Linked DNA regions of Mus musculus: all the other regions are linked to region 5. The links are chromatin contacts, called in public HiChIP or PLAC-seq and promoter capture Hi-C maps. All regions are on one chromosome and are shown on one strand. Each heading gives the region's core, a stretch centred on a gene start, on an enhancer-like site or on the middle of the called end of the contact. The rest is flanking DNA. Distances are from core to core; before and after follow the strand shown. Region 1 holds the start of Coa8 (cytochrome c oxidase assembly factor 8). Region 2 holds the start of Dlk1 (delta like non-canonical Notch ligand 1). Region 3 holds the start of Klc1 (kinesin light chain 1). Region 4 holds the start of Xrcc3 (X-ray repair complementing defective repair in Chinese hamster cells 3). Region 5 holds the start of Dync1h1 (dynein cytoplasmic 1 heavy chain 1).

Region 1 (2,700 bases), core at 92-2,591, 1.1 Mb before region 5:
AAGTGAAGGCTTGTTTTTTTTCTTGTGCCAGGAAACTGAGCCAGAGGCCAGGGTCCTAAGGCAACAAATCTAAACTGGAGTAGTCAGAACTTCAAAGCTAAAAGTGTGCAAGGAGACACAGCATAGCAGAGATGAAAATTTTCACAGCAAGCACATTTTGCAATTCTTAATTTTCTCCATCTCTCTTCTCTCTCCTCATCCCTCCTTCCCTCTCTTCATTATTGCTTAAACCAAGCTCTCTAGTCTCTATCACTAGCTTAGTGGTCATTGAAGTGTTAGTAGCCACTGATTAATGTTTTACCTCCAGCCTTAGCGTTTTCATATGACTGATAGACTCTAAACCTAGGCCTTTTTTTTTTTTTCCCGAGACAGGGTTTCTCTGTGTAGCCCTGTCCTGGAACTCACTCTGTAGACCAGGCTAGCCTCAAACTCAGAAATCTGCCTGCCTCTGCCTCCCGAGTGCTGGGATTAAGGCGTGGGCCACCACGCCTGGCAACCTAGGCCTTCCTTAAGCAAAGCATTCTGTTGCAAAGAAGTGCAACTGAGGGCTGGTGAGATGGCTCAGTGGGTAAGGGCACCTGACTGCTCTTTGGAAGGTCCAGAGTTCAAATCCCAGCAACCACATGGTAGTTCACAGCCATCCGTAACGAGATGTGAACTCCCTTTTCTGGAGTGTCTGAAGGCAGCTACAGTGTACTTACATATAATAAATAAATAAATCTTAAAAAAAAAAAAAAAAGAAGTGCAACTGACTAAAAAAAAAAAGCTTTATTTAGTTTTATATATGTGAGTGCATTGTTACTGTCTTCGGTGTTCCTAACAGCTGAACCATCTCTCCAGCCCAGCAATTGTTTTTTTGAAAAAGGCTTCACGCCCATTCTTGCTGCAGACCTGCACTGTGGATCTCTGACATCGCGTGCACGTTTACAAACAATGCGAAGTCTACAGAAGTGGGATGATGAAGTCAGCCACGGCTTTAAGTCGAACACTAATCTTAACGATGCGAAAATGAGAAAGAACACCCTTCAAGAGCTGTGTTAATACAAATGGGAATTAACTCGGGGATAAGCAAGGCTCGCGCTCTCCACAGCGGATCCCGGGCAGTGATCATCAGTCCGTCGGAGAGGTGCAGGCGGCGTGGGTTTGCTCGGCGGCCTTCCTCCCTGCCAGCGCCCCCGGCGTCCCGCTTACCCGGCTGGACGCCGCATCCCTGTGATCCGTAGGGCGCTCACGGGCCAACCTAACGCCGCCGCCGCCGGAGAAGGACCGGCAGAGAAGCCGGCGAAGCGCTCTGCTTCCGGGCCGCAAAGCCGCCATGGCCCGCGCGTACGGCAGGATCGCGACAGTGGAAAGGTTGGCGTTACGGCGGCGTCGCAAAGCCCGAGCCGACGCGCGGCGAGGCCGACCGTGCGCATTCCCTGGGACGGACGCCGGGCGGCGGGGCCCGCGCGGGACGAGGAGAGGACAAGTTTTCCCCGGGCTCACTGCTGACGGGCCCGCTCTGCGAGGACGGCGACAACGCTGCGGAAGTGTAGGTGGCGGGGCGCGATGGCGCGTGCGGCCCAGGTGAGCGTGGGGCGAGGGCGCGAGCTCCGTTCTCCCGGCCTCGGGCGCTCCGCCGCCCTCGCTGCGCAGGCCCGCGCCCGCCGCGCGCCCATTGTGAGGTCAGGCGGCGGCGCGTCCGGCCGGGCCGAGACCCGGGAGCGGCCGCCGCGGCCAGTAGCTGCCGCCGCCTCCGCCGGCCCCTTCACCGGCTGCCCGGGTCAGACCTAGCCGGGAAGGGCGAGGGGGGATGCCGCTGGGGGCACCGCTGCGGTGCCGCTCCCCGTGAAGGGCCGATCTCCCACCTCGCAGCCCCCCGCGGCAGCCAAGACCGCCGCCGCCCAGACCTCCCGGGGTAAAAGCTCTGCGAGGGCCGGGCTTGGACCCTCCCGGGGACTGAGTTCTGTGGCCTGCCCGCCAGAAGTGAGCTGTTTGACAGAAACCTGAGAGCGTGGGAAATGCTCTAAGCGCACATACCGGGAGGCGAGTGACCGAGTTAATCGCAGTCGGCAGGTTTGGGCGGCGGGTATTTGAAGTCAGGGTGAGGATTTGGAAGTTTCGTAGCTCCTCTTTCAGAAAAGTAGAAAGTTAGCTAGCTGTCTGGACGAATGGTGCTCCTGTGAGTGTGGAAGAGCTACTGTTAACTTCCAAACTGGTTCCAGAGAGTAGATTAGGATGGGGGGGGGGGGGATCTAAGGAAATTGTGTTGCTAACCTGGTGGGTTGACTAGAATGGCAGTGTACGCAGCTCGCTCTCATGGTTTAAGACAGAATTCATAGGCCTAGACATCCACCCAGGCTGGATCATGAGGACCTTCTGTCTGTCGTTCAAATCCCTACCGTGTTCCCCTATTTCCGTTTTGCTTTGAATTCTTAGGGTCACCAAGTAGCCCATGGTGATCTTGAATTCGTAGTTCCCTTTCCTCTGTATCCCCGACGCTAGGATTGTAGGGATACACCAGCACACCGGTGAGCTTGCTTTGTTTTGTTCCTGTCCAGCTGTTTTCAGGAGAGGGAGTTGACATGTCACATCTTCCCTTTCCTCAAGCAACCTTTTACACCTTTGACGAAACCTTTTGTGTATTTTGGTGCATGCCCAGGTGCCAGAGTTTGGCCTCCCTGCCCGCCCACCATCATTTCCTTGGTGTCCTTTGACTTT
Region 2 (2,700 bases), core at 37-2,536, 1.1 Mb after region 5:
ACCTTTCTCCCCAAAGAAAATAAGAGCCCCTAGGCCCCTAAAAGTAGGAATGAGGGACAATGAAGAGGTAGCCTTTGACCCCTGGTCATTCTGTCTAGCCTCCCATTTGCAAAGTGAGCTAAAGGGAAGATTTCGAGGTCTCTGGGAAAGCCCAGACAAGCCCACCTGCCTAGCCCACAGGTGAAAGGCTAGATTTTACCCCAAGATTAACCCTAGTTAAACCAGGCAACCAAATCCTACCTCCCACGTTTCTCCTACCCCACACTGGTCACATTAAAAGAACTGCGCAATAGCTCTGCAGGGCCTCTGAGATTCCGACGCTCTTAAGGGAGTCTGACACTTTAATAGACACCTACTGTATGCATTTACTCAACCAGTTTTCGGCCTTCCCAGACAGCCTCCGACCCCCCACTCACAACTATTGGCGCATTGAGGGCTGGGGTCGCTGCGGGAAGGGGCCAACTCTCTCCTACCAAAGACAGATGGCCTCTGCAGACAGAAGTGTCGCAGCCCCTCACCTAGAGAAACACGCCACGCAAGAGGGGCTCCAGCTGTGCTCCTGTTGGAAATTAGGGACTACGACTGCAAAGTCACCCCCCCAAAGCCCCCAAGACCTATTCCTAAGCACATAAGCCGTGACAGACACCCCCAAAGTTGCACCTTAGAACGTTTTTTTTCCTTAAATAGGATACCTCCCAACGCAGTCTCTTTTTTTTTTTTTTCATACCTCCTCAATCCGAGCAACGACACCCCTCTTGAACGCCACTTCTGCCGGGCTAGAAGGGGCTGGGACCCTCCACCTCCCACAAACCCTGGGACCCCGGGATTGGGCTCAACAAGCAAGAGTGGTGCAGGGCGGATGAGGCGGGCACAGTGCAGGGCTTAGGGTTAGGCGGGACGGGCGGGACTTGGGGCGCATGGGACAGGGAGAATGGGGTGGTCGGTGGGGTGGTCGGCGGGGCATCGCAGGCTTCCCCAGAGGGGGCGCAAGCCAAACCGCCAGGGGGGGCTCACCATAGGTGCTGTGGCCGAAAGCCAGCAGGAGCAAGAGGACGCGCAGGAGGGCTCCGGTCGCGATCATCTCGGGGCGGCCTGGGTCGCGGTCCGGGGAGCGGAGGCGGTGCAGGGGCTGCTCCGGGGGCTGCGCTGGGCTTCTGGTTGCGGACCACGAAGGGGGCACGGGCGTCCAGCGGGAAGAAAGCCAGGGTTGCACCGGGGCGCACGCTGCTAAGTGCGGCTGCCGAGGAGCTGCCGCTGCGGCCCGCGCGCCGCCTTTTCGTACTGTCGTCCCCCCCCCCGCGGCCCCCGCCCACGCCCACGCCTCGCGCGCACGGGGCAGGCGCCGGCCAGTCCCGGTGACCCACCCCCTGGCGGGGCCGCCCCCCAGCGCCGCGGCGCCCGGAAGCGGCTCGAGCACGCGGCCGCACTCTTTGGCTAGACGGGTACCTGCGCACGATGGGCACGCGGTCCGCACACAGGACAGCACGCGGCTGGAGGCGGAGGCGGCGGCGCTCACACAGGCCCGCTTAGCGCAAGTCTCAGGAACCAAGCCAGGCGGGCGAAAGCCCTTGCACGCACTCAGAATACAAAAACGCTCACAGACACAGTAAGACACTTAGGGCTGGAGTCCCGCGCACACATGGCGCGGGTCAGAAGCCCAGGAGGACCCAAACGCACACCACGAAGATGTGGAAGATGCACATGATCACAGATGCACACACGAAAACCACCACGAAAAGCCGAAGCCCTCCGACGAGCCTTGCCATTGTGGAGTTTGGGGAAGGTGCAGATGCACTTGCCCCACGGACCCCCAACCCAAACACACCTTTCGGCACAGGCAAACCTTACTGCCTGTCCCTGGGGCACAGGTCACAGACCAGGGCAGCAGGAACACTGATCTGCTCCAAGCAGGGGAAGCGCCAGCTATGAAAAGACTGAGAGTCCTCCTGCCTATGCTGCCCCTCCACGCAGCCCGCCTGTAAACACAGGAGACCACTGGTAAACACCGACGACATCATGCGTCACCCCCCCCCCCCACCCCCTCCTCTCGCAGGTACCACAGTCACAGTCTGGGCCTTATCATTCTGAAACATAAAAGCACTGATTCTTTCCAACATGTACACACCTCGCAGCAACACGTATGCCCAGACCCCAAATCTGTCTCAGATTTGTGGAATCACCCAACAAACACACAAATTACACCAAAGCACACATAATCCAAATCCATCTTTGTTCACCGTGACACATGTCGACAGTTCACCAATATGTTCACCGTCAAATGCAGACAGACAGACAGACAGACAGACAGGCACACACACACACACACACACACACACACACACCCTCACTTAGTGGCTTTCAACCAGGGATGGCTTAGAGGATGGGATGGGAGTGTGTGTGTGTGTGTGTGTGTGTGTGTGTGTGTGTGGGTATTGATTCTGCCAGTGTCCCTGGGGCAATTCCTTTTTCCTGCAAGACCCCCCAGCAAGGGCTCAGTGCCTTTTACTCAGCTGAGACGCCCCCCATGCCCCATTCTGAGGCTCCAAAGGAGGAGGAGCTGAGTGAAGTGATACATTTATTGGGCCAGGGAGGTGGCTCACTGGGTAAAGGTGCTTGCAGCCAAACTTGAGTTTGATCCTTGACTCCTGCAGTTGCTCTTTGATCCCCACAGAACCCCCTTAAATAAAATGTAAATAAAGT
Region 3 (2,726 bases), core at 82-2,581, 1.2 Mb before region 5:
TGCCATCCACTCGGTCACATATTAATATTACTTTATTAACACCTTAATTTTTTTTTACGGGAAGGGGGCTCCACATGTAACAAGGAAAAGCACTCCAGGCCGGGCACATTCAGGTCACAGGGAGATTCCACACCCGGCCACTGAAAGAAAGAGACTGGCTGGCCACTGGCCATGGACCACAGCATGACAGCACGCCACCCAGGGCGGTGCCGGGGAGAGGTGGGGGCTAGAAGGGCGGGGAGGCCTGAGACAAAGCCAGTCGGCTGACCCCCAACACACACACTACCACCACCACCACCTCTTCAGGACCTCAGCAGACAGGCTTTGGGTCCCTTAAGCCCACAGCTGCCATTGGAAGGCCGCCCCCGCCCCGAGGCCCGAGTCAGGGCGGGGCCCTGAACACAGATGGGACAGAAGCCTGAGGGACACAGGAGGGGAGTGGAAGAGAAGGGGCAGGAACAGAAGTCTAGAGTGCAGGCAGAGAGAGCTGAGCCCCAAACCTAGAGGGTCACGGACGAAGAAGGGACAAGGACCTCAACTCAGAGAGGGACAGGCAGAGATAGGACAGGACCCGAACCAGAACAGGAAGGGAAGGGAGAAGAGCCTCAGCCTGGATGTACAGGCAGAGAGATGACGACAAAGACCCCAGCCAGGAGGGGCGCAGCCAGTGACAGGGAAGGGACCCAAAGCAGGGGCGCAGGTAGACAGGGACAAGGACCGCAGATTGGAGGAGCGCAGAGAGGTGACAAGAGACCCGAGCCTAGAAAGGCGCAGGCGGAGAAAGGACAGAAACCCCTGCTGGATGTGCACAGGCTGAGAGAGGACAAGGACCGCAGACTACTGGCGCGCAGGCAGAGGTGACAAGAGACCGGAGCACGGAGGGGCGCGGACGGAGCGGAGAGGAGAGGGAACCCCAGGGTGCAGACAGGGATGGAAAGGCCAGGGAGGGGACTGGGTTCGGGCGGAGGAGCAAAATCGCAGCCTGGAAGGGCCGGGTGCAGATGCGGCGGTGGACGGAAAGGTCCAGAAGCCTCAGCCCGGAGGATGCAGGCGGGAAGGGGTCGCGGCCGCGTCTGGAGCACTGCGCACCAGCCGCGCGGAGCCCGGGGCGGGGCGGGGACCAGGCCGCGCACTCACCGTCCGATCGGGAGAGTCGCGCTCGTCGCGCTGTCACAGGCCGAGGCCGCGCAGAGCCCAGCCGCCTCAGCAGCAAGCGGCGCCTCCGCAGCCGCCCCGCAGCATCCTCACCCTGACCCGCGCTCCGCAGCCTCGCGCCACCCTCCGCCGCCGAAAATGGCGTCGCCGGCGCCGCGCCCGCCCCACAATGCTGTGCGCCGTGACGTCACCCGCCCTCGCGCCGCCGGGCGGGGCTCAGGGGAAACTGAGGCTGGGGTCCGCAGCCCGGAGCTCTCCAGGAGCCTCTCTAATCTGTGTGTGGTGGCCTCAGACCGGGAGGCTTCCCTCGCCGCGCCTCCACCCGTGGAGGACGGGAAGATCGCCAGGCGGCCAGGACCCACCCTCTGCGGCTCGCTCCTGGCCGCAGCTCTCGCTCGACCTCCAGCCTGGCCCAAAGGGCAGGCTTGCCAGCTCAGGTTGCTCCTGAGCCTCGCACAGCCGCCTGGCACCCCAACTGCAGGCCTGACTCAGCAGCGGGTTGGAGGGGACGCTGAGTCAGTGGCAAGGCCGAGCTTGCCTGCCACCGGCTTGGGAACCCTCCAGGTGCCTTTAGACGTTTCCAGAATGGCGCGGTTGTATTACTAACGGGGAGGGGTTGCGAATGCCCACAGCCTCCCCACCTTGGGAAACGCTTCCCTCTTCTGATGGTATTGCCCAGAACCTGCTGCGGTCCTCCACCCTGCACTTATACCTACCAACATCAGGGAGGCAGGTGCTTTTGATCTTAACAAGCAGATCCAGTTACTTTGACCTCCTAGAAAATTCAAAGGCTGGCCAATAAAGGGGCAGCTCCCGTGGGGAGCGCAGCAGCCCATGTTGGCCTAAGGAGAGGCTGTGGGTTCAGTCTTTACTGCAGGCTTCACTTGCCCCAGCACACAAACTGCTGCTTGGATGTTGGGTGTCGCCGGCTCTTCAGCCACTGCCATACATCTGAACAAAGCATATGACGGCCCCTGCCCAGGTGGTGTTGGAAAGAAAAGAGTAGGCTAAGCGGGAGCCCATTTCTTTCCCATGGGTCAATCACTGCCCCTCCGAGTCCTGTATATGCACACACTTCTTCAGCAAGCAAAGGGCTTTTTTGTTTCATCTGTCCCTGCCATTGCTTTGTTCAAGCTTTATCATCTCGTTCTTTTGCCCCTTCAACTGATATCCACTAAGTTCCCAAGGTTCTCACAGGAAGACCCAGGTACATAAAGTGGCAGATGGTGTCTGCTGGCCAGCTCCCATTCCAATGAGAAAAAACAAGCTCAAACAGAATCTGACTTGTTGAAAACAGTAAAATTGCAGGCAGAGTGGTGAGGGAGTGGCACATGACCCAAACTCCAAGGTCAGAAAATTGTGCTGACACACACAGGAAAGAACAGGACCACGGAACCAGCGTAGAACACTCCATTAAATCTTGAGACAGGAGCACCCCTGCTGTGTTGGGGAGGAGGAAAGACCAAGCTAATCAACCCTGCTGCAGACATACATCACTCTCAGCATGAGCATAAAACTCCTTAGCTTGGTCTACAAAGGCCACAGGACCTAGTTGTACTAAGGTCACTTTA
Region 4 (2,700 bases), core at 97-2,596, 1.2 Mb before region 5:
ATCTTTAACTCAAGAGGCTGAGGGAGGAGGAGTTCGAGGACAACATAGCAACAGTGTGTGGTAGAGGCGTGTGGTAGTGCATGCCTAGCACTCTGAAGGCAGATCTTATGAGTGCTAGGCCAAGGACGGGGAGGTGGGAGGGGGAGAGGGGAGGAAGGGAAGGAGAGGGAGAAAGGGAAGGAGGGAGAGAAACAGAAACATGGATGAATTTACACGAGCCATTAAGATAGCTCACCAAGTAAAGGCACGTGCCGCCACACCTGAGACCTGAATTCCGTCCCTGGGACCCAGATGGTTTAAGAAAACTCTCTTCTACAAATTATCCTCTGATCTACACACCAGCGCTGTGACATTGGGGACAAAGGCACATACACACATGAATAAATGAAGAAAAGTTGTTTCAAAGTTTATCAAAGTCGCCAGTACTTTCGTTGGTGTCTTTTAAAGATATTTAATTTGCTTTGAAATAAAATCGCATGGAATGCGTGAATTGCTCCTATTTTCTCCCAAGTGGCCAAGCTTTGCAGAGTTTAGAACTTCGAAGATTGCAAACCCTTTGGCACCGTTCCTCCGTGGGCAGGTGGAGGCGGACTCCCTCACCCTCGCCCCACGGACACACTCCAGCCCCAAACTCGCGCACGGCTCACGGGTGAGCCGCTCCACCGCTCCCCCTCGGGCCTCCCCGGGGCTCCGCACCGCGCAGCCAATGACCGCCAAGGAATGGAAAACGCCCCACAGCGCAGAAGGGACAGCGGGAACGCCCGGAGGGGAGCCGCGGCCGAGCGTCCCTAGGACGGAGGCGGGAGACGCCCCGGCTCGGGTTGGGGACCCGGGGGCTAGGACGCACCTCCTTGTCCGGAACCCACTGCGGCTCCTCCAAGCCGAAAGGGCTTCCGAAGGCGCGGTGCTCCGGCACCATGCGCAGGCCACTTGGCGAGCGCACAAGCTTCTTGGCGTCGCGACGCGCGGCCACCCCCGAGGACATGTCTCCGCCTGAGCCCCTCACGCCACCGCCCGCGCTGAGCCCACACAAGGCGCCACCCCGCCCCGCCCGCAGACACGATGACAGCTCCGAAGCCCAATCCGCAGCCAGAGCTCGTAATATGAACCAATCGGAGAGTAGTATCCGCCCCAGAGTCGCCCTTCTCCAATCCGTGCAAGGATCCCGCCCCTACGGCTGGCCACCAATCGGCGGTGAAGACCGGAGGGGCACCCTCGCCCCTCTAGGGAGAGTGTGACTTCGGATTGGCCAATTAGTCAGCCACGTAGGCGCCTCTTCGTTTCTTCTGGGTGGAGCAGACTCGGACTCTGGCCTCTCATTGGAAGAGAAGATTGAGATGGGCGGGGCTTCAGGAGCGGGCGGAGCGCGCGGGAGACTTGCGGGGTCGCTGATCCGGGAGGTGAGTTAGCTGATCGCGAGTGGCCGAACATGGGGTGGCGGGAGAGGACAGAGGACACTGTGGGTTTCGAGCGCCCCAGGTCGGGACTCAAGAACGAGCTTCCCCAGCGGGGCACCCCTTCAAGCCCGTAGCGGGGTTTGAAGGAATCGAACTGAGCGCGGGACCTGCTTTCCGCACTAGAGTCCCAGGCCAGCCACAGCGTGACCACTCGCTGCAGATTTGATCTGTGACTTTTGTTTTTCTTGTGGTGTTCGTAAGGACGAGTCACATTGTGCGTGTAGCCTAGGCTGGCCTTGGATTCAGCAGTCCTGCCTCAGCCTTCCTCGCACTGATACAGGTGTGAGCCACCGCGCGCGCCTCACCCTCTAGCTTCTTTGGGTAATTGGCCAAATCAGCTACCCAGGAGCTTTGCTCTCTCTCTGACACAATTGGACACACTCTAGCCCAGTTGGAGGGATGAGCTGGTGTAACCCTACTTCTCCGGAAGGCAGGCGGCCAAGTGGAGCATGGAGCTCTGTGCTTTTGTCTGAGACACAGGTTCTCAGTGTTGAAGTAGAAGTTGCTCAGTGGCACTTTGTAAAGCAAGGTTAGCTGCCTCAAGGCCTTGGCATTTGCGGGTGCACAGATAGAACCCGCCCCTGACTATGTCCTCTGTCCAGTCTCCACCAAGCCCTGTGATTGCTCTGGTTCACCACTGGACGCTGTAGCGATGGCTTGGGGGACCTTTGAGTTCTGGTGCCAGAGCTTTGTGTCTGAAAGCATGTTCTCCCTTCCCTCCTGCCCTGTGTGGTGTGGTGTATGTGTGTGTGTTGTATGTACATACGTGTATGTCCGTTTGCATCCGTACTGATGTGTGTGCGTGTGTGGAAGGCAGATGTCTGACATATATTCCTCCATCACTTGCCCTACGAACCCAAAGTCCACAGATTCAGCCTGTCGGCCTGCTCTGAGGAACTTGTCTCTGCCTTCTGAGCCCTGGGATTACTGGCAGCCCACCAAACCTGCCCAGCACCAGATCTCACGTCCTCGGCCTCCTCAAACTTGGCTCCTGAGCCACTCCACCCCATCCTTAGTGCCTCTTGGCACTGTCATTTGAACCCATTGCAGTGTACTGTAGGACACGCCTTTCCTCACACTGGCCTGGTGCTGTCCCCTCCGGGCCCCTTTCGGGAGACTTTCTCTGTGCTTTCTGGTACGGTGGAGCTGCCTCTTCTGTTGTTCTCTGACCAGGTTCAATTTCTCCCACCATCCTTCAAAATCCCAAACTCACAAAAAGCTGGGGAATGCTGAGCAAGACCCC
Region 5 (2,700 bases), core at 145-2,644:
TCGAAAGGACAGCCACTCTGGTTTTCTAACGGAACCACACAGCCTTTGGAACTCTAGGGAACTTGCTAGCAAATATTCTCAGTCCATCTTCAATCCCTAAGGGCTATTTTACTTTTAAACAGCACATCTGGGTTCCTAGGGAAATGCCACACCCATTCGCCAGCATGTCATACAAGTTCCCCAGATGCTACAAAGTGGTTTTAAAGCCTCAAGAAGGAAGGAGTCCTGCAAGCAAGCCCCCTATTCCAGATCAATCTAGGGATGTTGTGAGAGTCTCTGCTGGAGGACACAACGGGAACATGTCAGCTTCTTTGCCTCCTTCCCCAACTAGGTAAGCAACAGTTCTTAAGTCTTTGAAATCAGACTTAAATGTCACAGAGCTGTCATTAGGGTCATCTAAGCAACAATTTCAAGCCATGATCAGCAAAACAAGCAATTTGGACTGGAAACTGATATGCTGAGTCTAATCTCAAGGTCCTGTATTTTAGCTGGTGACCTTGGACCAGCCACGGGACTCAGTTTCCTGGTTTGTAAAACTGGGAGATACACCCACTCAACAATGATGCTGCGAGGCCAATGGAGGCCTACGCGTAGGCAGCCGCAGACAGCAGAGATGCTGGGTGACCAGGGCCTGCCCACTCCGGCTCCCGCCAACCCACCGGTCCCCGAGCCCACCCAAGGGCCAGCACCTAGGCTGTCCTAGACACACTCTTCCCAAAGCGAGCTAAGCTTGGATACGAATCGAAACCAAAAAAGCTCATGTGACTCTGGAGGCAGGGATGCGGCCCTGTGCCCAGCCGGGACCGGGAGACGCTGTCTCCACCCAACTCGGCCATCTTGAGAAGCCGCGGAGACAAAGCGACCCCACTGTGCGGGCGCTGGCGGTCCGGGCACCCTAGCTGCTCCACGCGACCGGGGAGGGGGCGCCGCGCACCTTTGAGGGTGGAGCGCTCCACCAGGACCGTGTGGACCTGCGGGTCTGACAGGAACTTGCGCATCTGCTCCAGGGCGCTCTTCTCCTCCAGCGCCGCCTCCAGCGCAGCCGGCGCGTCGCCGCCGTCCTCCAGCAGCAGCGGCACCAGCTTACGCAGGTGCTTCTGCAGCACCGCCACGTCCGCCACATTCTGCACCGCCGACACCTCCAGGCCGGCCGAGCCGTCCTCGCCGCCGCCCGGCTCCGACATGGCGGATCCACGGAAGGGAGAGAGATAGAAAGAGAGAGAGCGAGAGCCGAGAGGAGCGGCCTCCGGCACGAGAGAGCAGTGAGCGAGGGGAACCGGCGACAGGAGACGCTCTGCCCGCTAACCCGCGGCCGACTGCGGACAGCGGAGCCGGCTCCGCCCTAAAGGCCGCCGCTCCCGCCGGCCCCGCCCCGCCCGCTGGCTGCAGCCACCGGCGCCCGCTCGCGGTCGGCGTCGCGACGTTACGCATGCGACTGGAGGCGGGGCTATGTGCGGCGCCGCGTGGCCTTTTGGGACTTGTAGTCGGAGGGCAGGGCGGGACCCATTACTCTGCGCAAAAGTGGTCCAGGAACCGCGTCTGTCTTCATTGCCAGGTGGCAGAGAATATCACAGAGCCAGCCCCTCAGGCTTCATAAATAGTGTTTTAAGGATGCATTGACGAGAATTGACATTTAGTGAGAGTTCATCCTCTGCCCGACATTGCTATTAATAACCTGAGTTCTCCCGTTGAATGAATGGAGTCTGGAGTCCCAACTGCCCAGTCGTTATTAGATACACATTGGGAAGATGAGGACGTTTTTTCAGAGGAGATGAGGGGCATGCCCACAATGACTTCGCTAAACTGGATAGGGAGAGAGTGGAAGGGAGATGATTTTAGCTGAGGAACTGGCGTCTGAGGAAGGGAAGGTTAGGTATGGGTGGAGCAGCAACTGCAGTGCAGTCTAACGGTAGGCTAAAAGAAACCTGGATAGTAGGAACATCAAGCTACGATGGGACCTGGCTTCTGAACACAGTGTCATTTACCAAGCGAGGGTGATGTAAGAGAAGGACGCATGAGTGAATCCACTGACAACGGTAAGCTCCCCATACCTGCAGCACCCACCGCTCTGTGGGTTCGGGAATCTGGATCGGCAGGAGGCAGGGGCTCAGATTGCTCCTAAGTTTCCCTGCATCTGACCCATCACCCCTCCTCCCATACACGGAGGACAAGAAGGGCAGAATCTCTTTGCTTACTTTCTTAGGGTTAGTAACTGGCCTTTGAAAGTTCAGGTCATAACTTGCCTGTTCAATTGGGTAGAGGGAACTAAGCCAAAATGATCTTTAAAAATATAATAATGCCGAGTTAGAAAGCTGAGTCCTGATTGGTGGGATGATGGTGGTATGACTTGATTCTCCCAAATCATCTTTGGAATACGGGAAGCCCTACAATATGCTTATTCCTTGCACAATTGTCCTGTGCCAGGTCCCAGAGGCTGCTGATGGAGGCCCGAAGATTCTTCTAGAAGCCAGACAGAGAGAGAGACAGAGAGACAGAGAGAGAGAAAACAGATAAATATCCCCATTCTCCCTCCATCAGCCCACCCTGGTGTAATGTGTCATAAATAATCTTGCAGAGGTGAGAGGACAGACCCAAAGCTACTGTGGTGAATTGCTACTGTGGAATTGCTGGCGTACTGGCAGTGATCAATACTGAATGTCCACCTGACACTAGGTGCTGTGTTAGTGTTTCCCTCTGCCT

The links. Promoter capture Hi-C pulls out the DNA fragments that hold promoters and counts their contacts. HiChIP or PLAC-seq counts read pairs in DNA pulled down with a chosen protein or histone mark. Capture Hi-C pulls out chosen DNA fragments and counts their contacts.
Region 1: a contact with region 5 is called in a promoter capture Hi-C map of adipose tissue, with 2.4 times the contacts expected there. The contact joins the promoter of Coa8 here to the promoter of Dync1h1 in region 5. A contact is called at or near these places in 1 of 115 datasets of contacts at active chromatin or transcription factors (astrocytes) and 1 of 9 other capture datasets (adipose tissue).
Region 2: an HNF4G HiChIP or PLAC-seq map of pancreatic cancer cells shows a contact between it and region 5. The contact joins the promoter of Dlk1 here to the promoter of Dync1h1 in region 5. A contact is called at or near these places in 1 of 39 promoter capture datasets (hippocampal neurons) and 2 of 115 datasets of contacts at active chromatin or transcription factors (astrocytes and pancreatic cancer cells).
Region 3: a contact with region 5 is called in a promoter capture Hi-C map of liver, with 4 times the contacts expected there. The contact joins the promoter of Klc1 here to the promoter of Dync1h1 in region 5. A contact is called at or near these places in 2 of 39 promoter capture datasets (both in liver) and 3 of 115 datasets of contacts at active chromatin or transcription factors (astrocytes, microglia and pancreatic cancer cells).
Region 4: a contact with region 5 is called in a promoter capture Hi-C map of liver, with 4 times the contacts expected there. The contact joins the promoter of Xrcc3 here to the promoter of Dync1h1 in region 5. A contact is called at or near these places in 3 of 39 promoter capture datasets (cranial neural crest, liver and pre-B cells), 1 of 484 Hi-C or Micro-C datasets (CD4 T cells), 3 of 115 datasets of contacts at active chromatin or transcription factors (astrocytes, extraembryonic endoderm stem cells and microglia) and 1 of 9 other capture datasets (liver).

What each region holds. Positions count from the first base shown.
Region 1 is chr12:111,711,910-111,714,609 of GRCm38.p6, reverse strand. Coa8 (cytochrome c oxidase assembly factor 8) reads right to left here and starts at 1,341. Exons shown (of 5, transcript NM_026511.2): 1 at 1,192-1,341. The coding sequence starts at 1,317. It overlaps Bag5 (BCL2-associated athanogene 5), which reads left to right and starts at 1,354. Exons shown (of 2, transcript NM_027404.2): 1 at 1,354-1,566.
Region 2 is chr12:109,452,041-109,454,740 of GRCm38.p6, reverse strand. Dlk1 (delta like non-canonical Notch ligand 1) reads right to left here and starts at 1,286. Exons shown (of 5, transcript NM_010052.5): 1 at 1,015-1,286. The coding sequence starts at 1,081.
Region 3 is chr12:111,757,454-111,760,179 of GRCm38.p6, reverse strand. Klc1 (kinesin light chain 1) reads right to left here and starts at 1,331. Exons shown (of 16, transcript NM_001025360.2): 1 at 1,138-1,331.
Region 4 is chr12:111,812,525-111,815,224 of GRCm38.p6, reverse strand. It overlaps Xrcc3 (X-ray repair complementing defective repair in Chinese hamster cells 3), which reads left to right and starts at 1,346. Exons shown (of 8, transcript NM_028875.3): 1 at 1,346-1,400. It overlaps Zfyve21 (zinc finger, FYVE domain containing 21), which reads right to left and starts at 1,055. Exons shown (of 7, transcript NM_026752.4): 1 at 848-1,055. The coding sequence starts at 985.
Region 5 is chr12:110,600,089-110,602,788 of GRCm38.p6, reverse strand. It overlaps Dync1h1 (dynein cytoplasmic 1 heavy chain 1), which reads right to left and starts at 1,394. Exons shown (of 77, transcript NM_030238.2): 1 at 935-1,394. The coding sequence starts at 1,184. Gm35558 (a long non-coding RNA gene) reads left to right here. Exons shown (of 2, transcript XR_381950.4): 1 at 1-2,036; 2 at 2,425-2,700.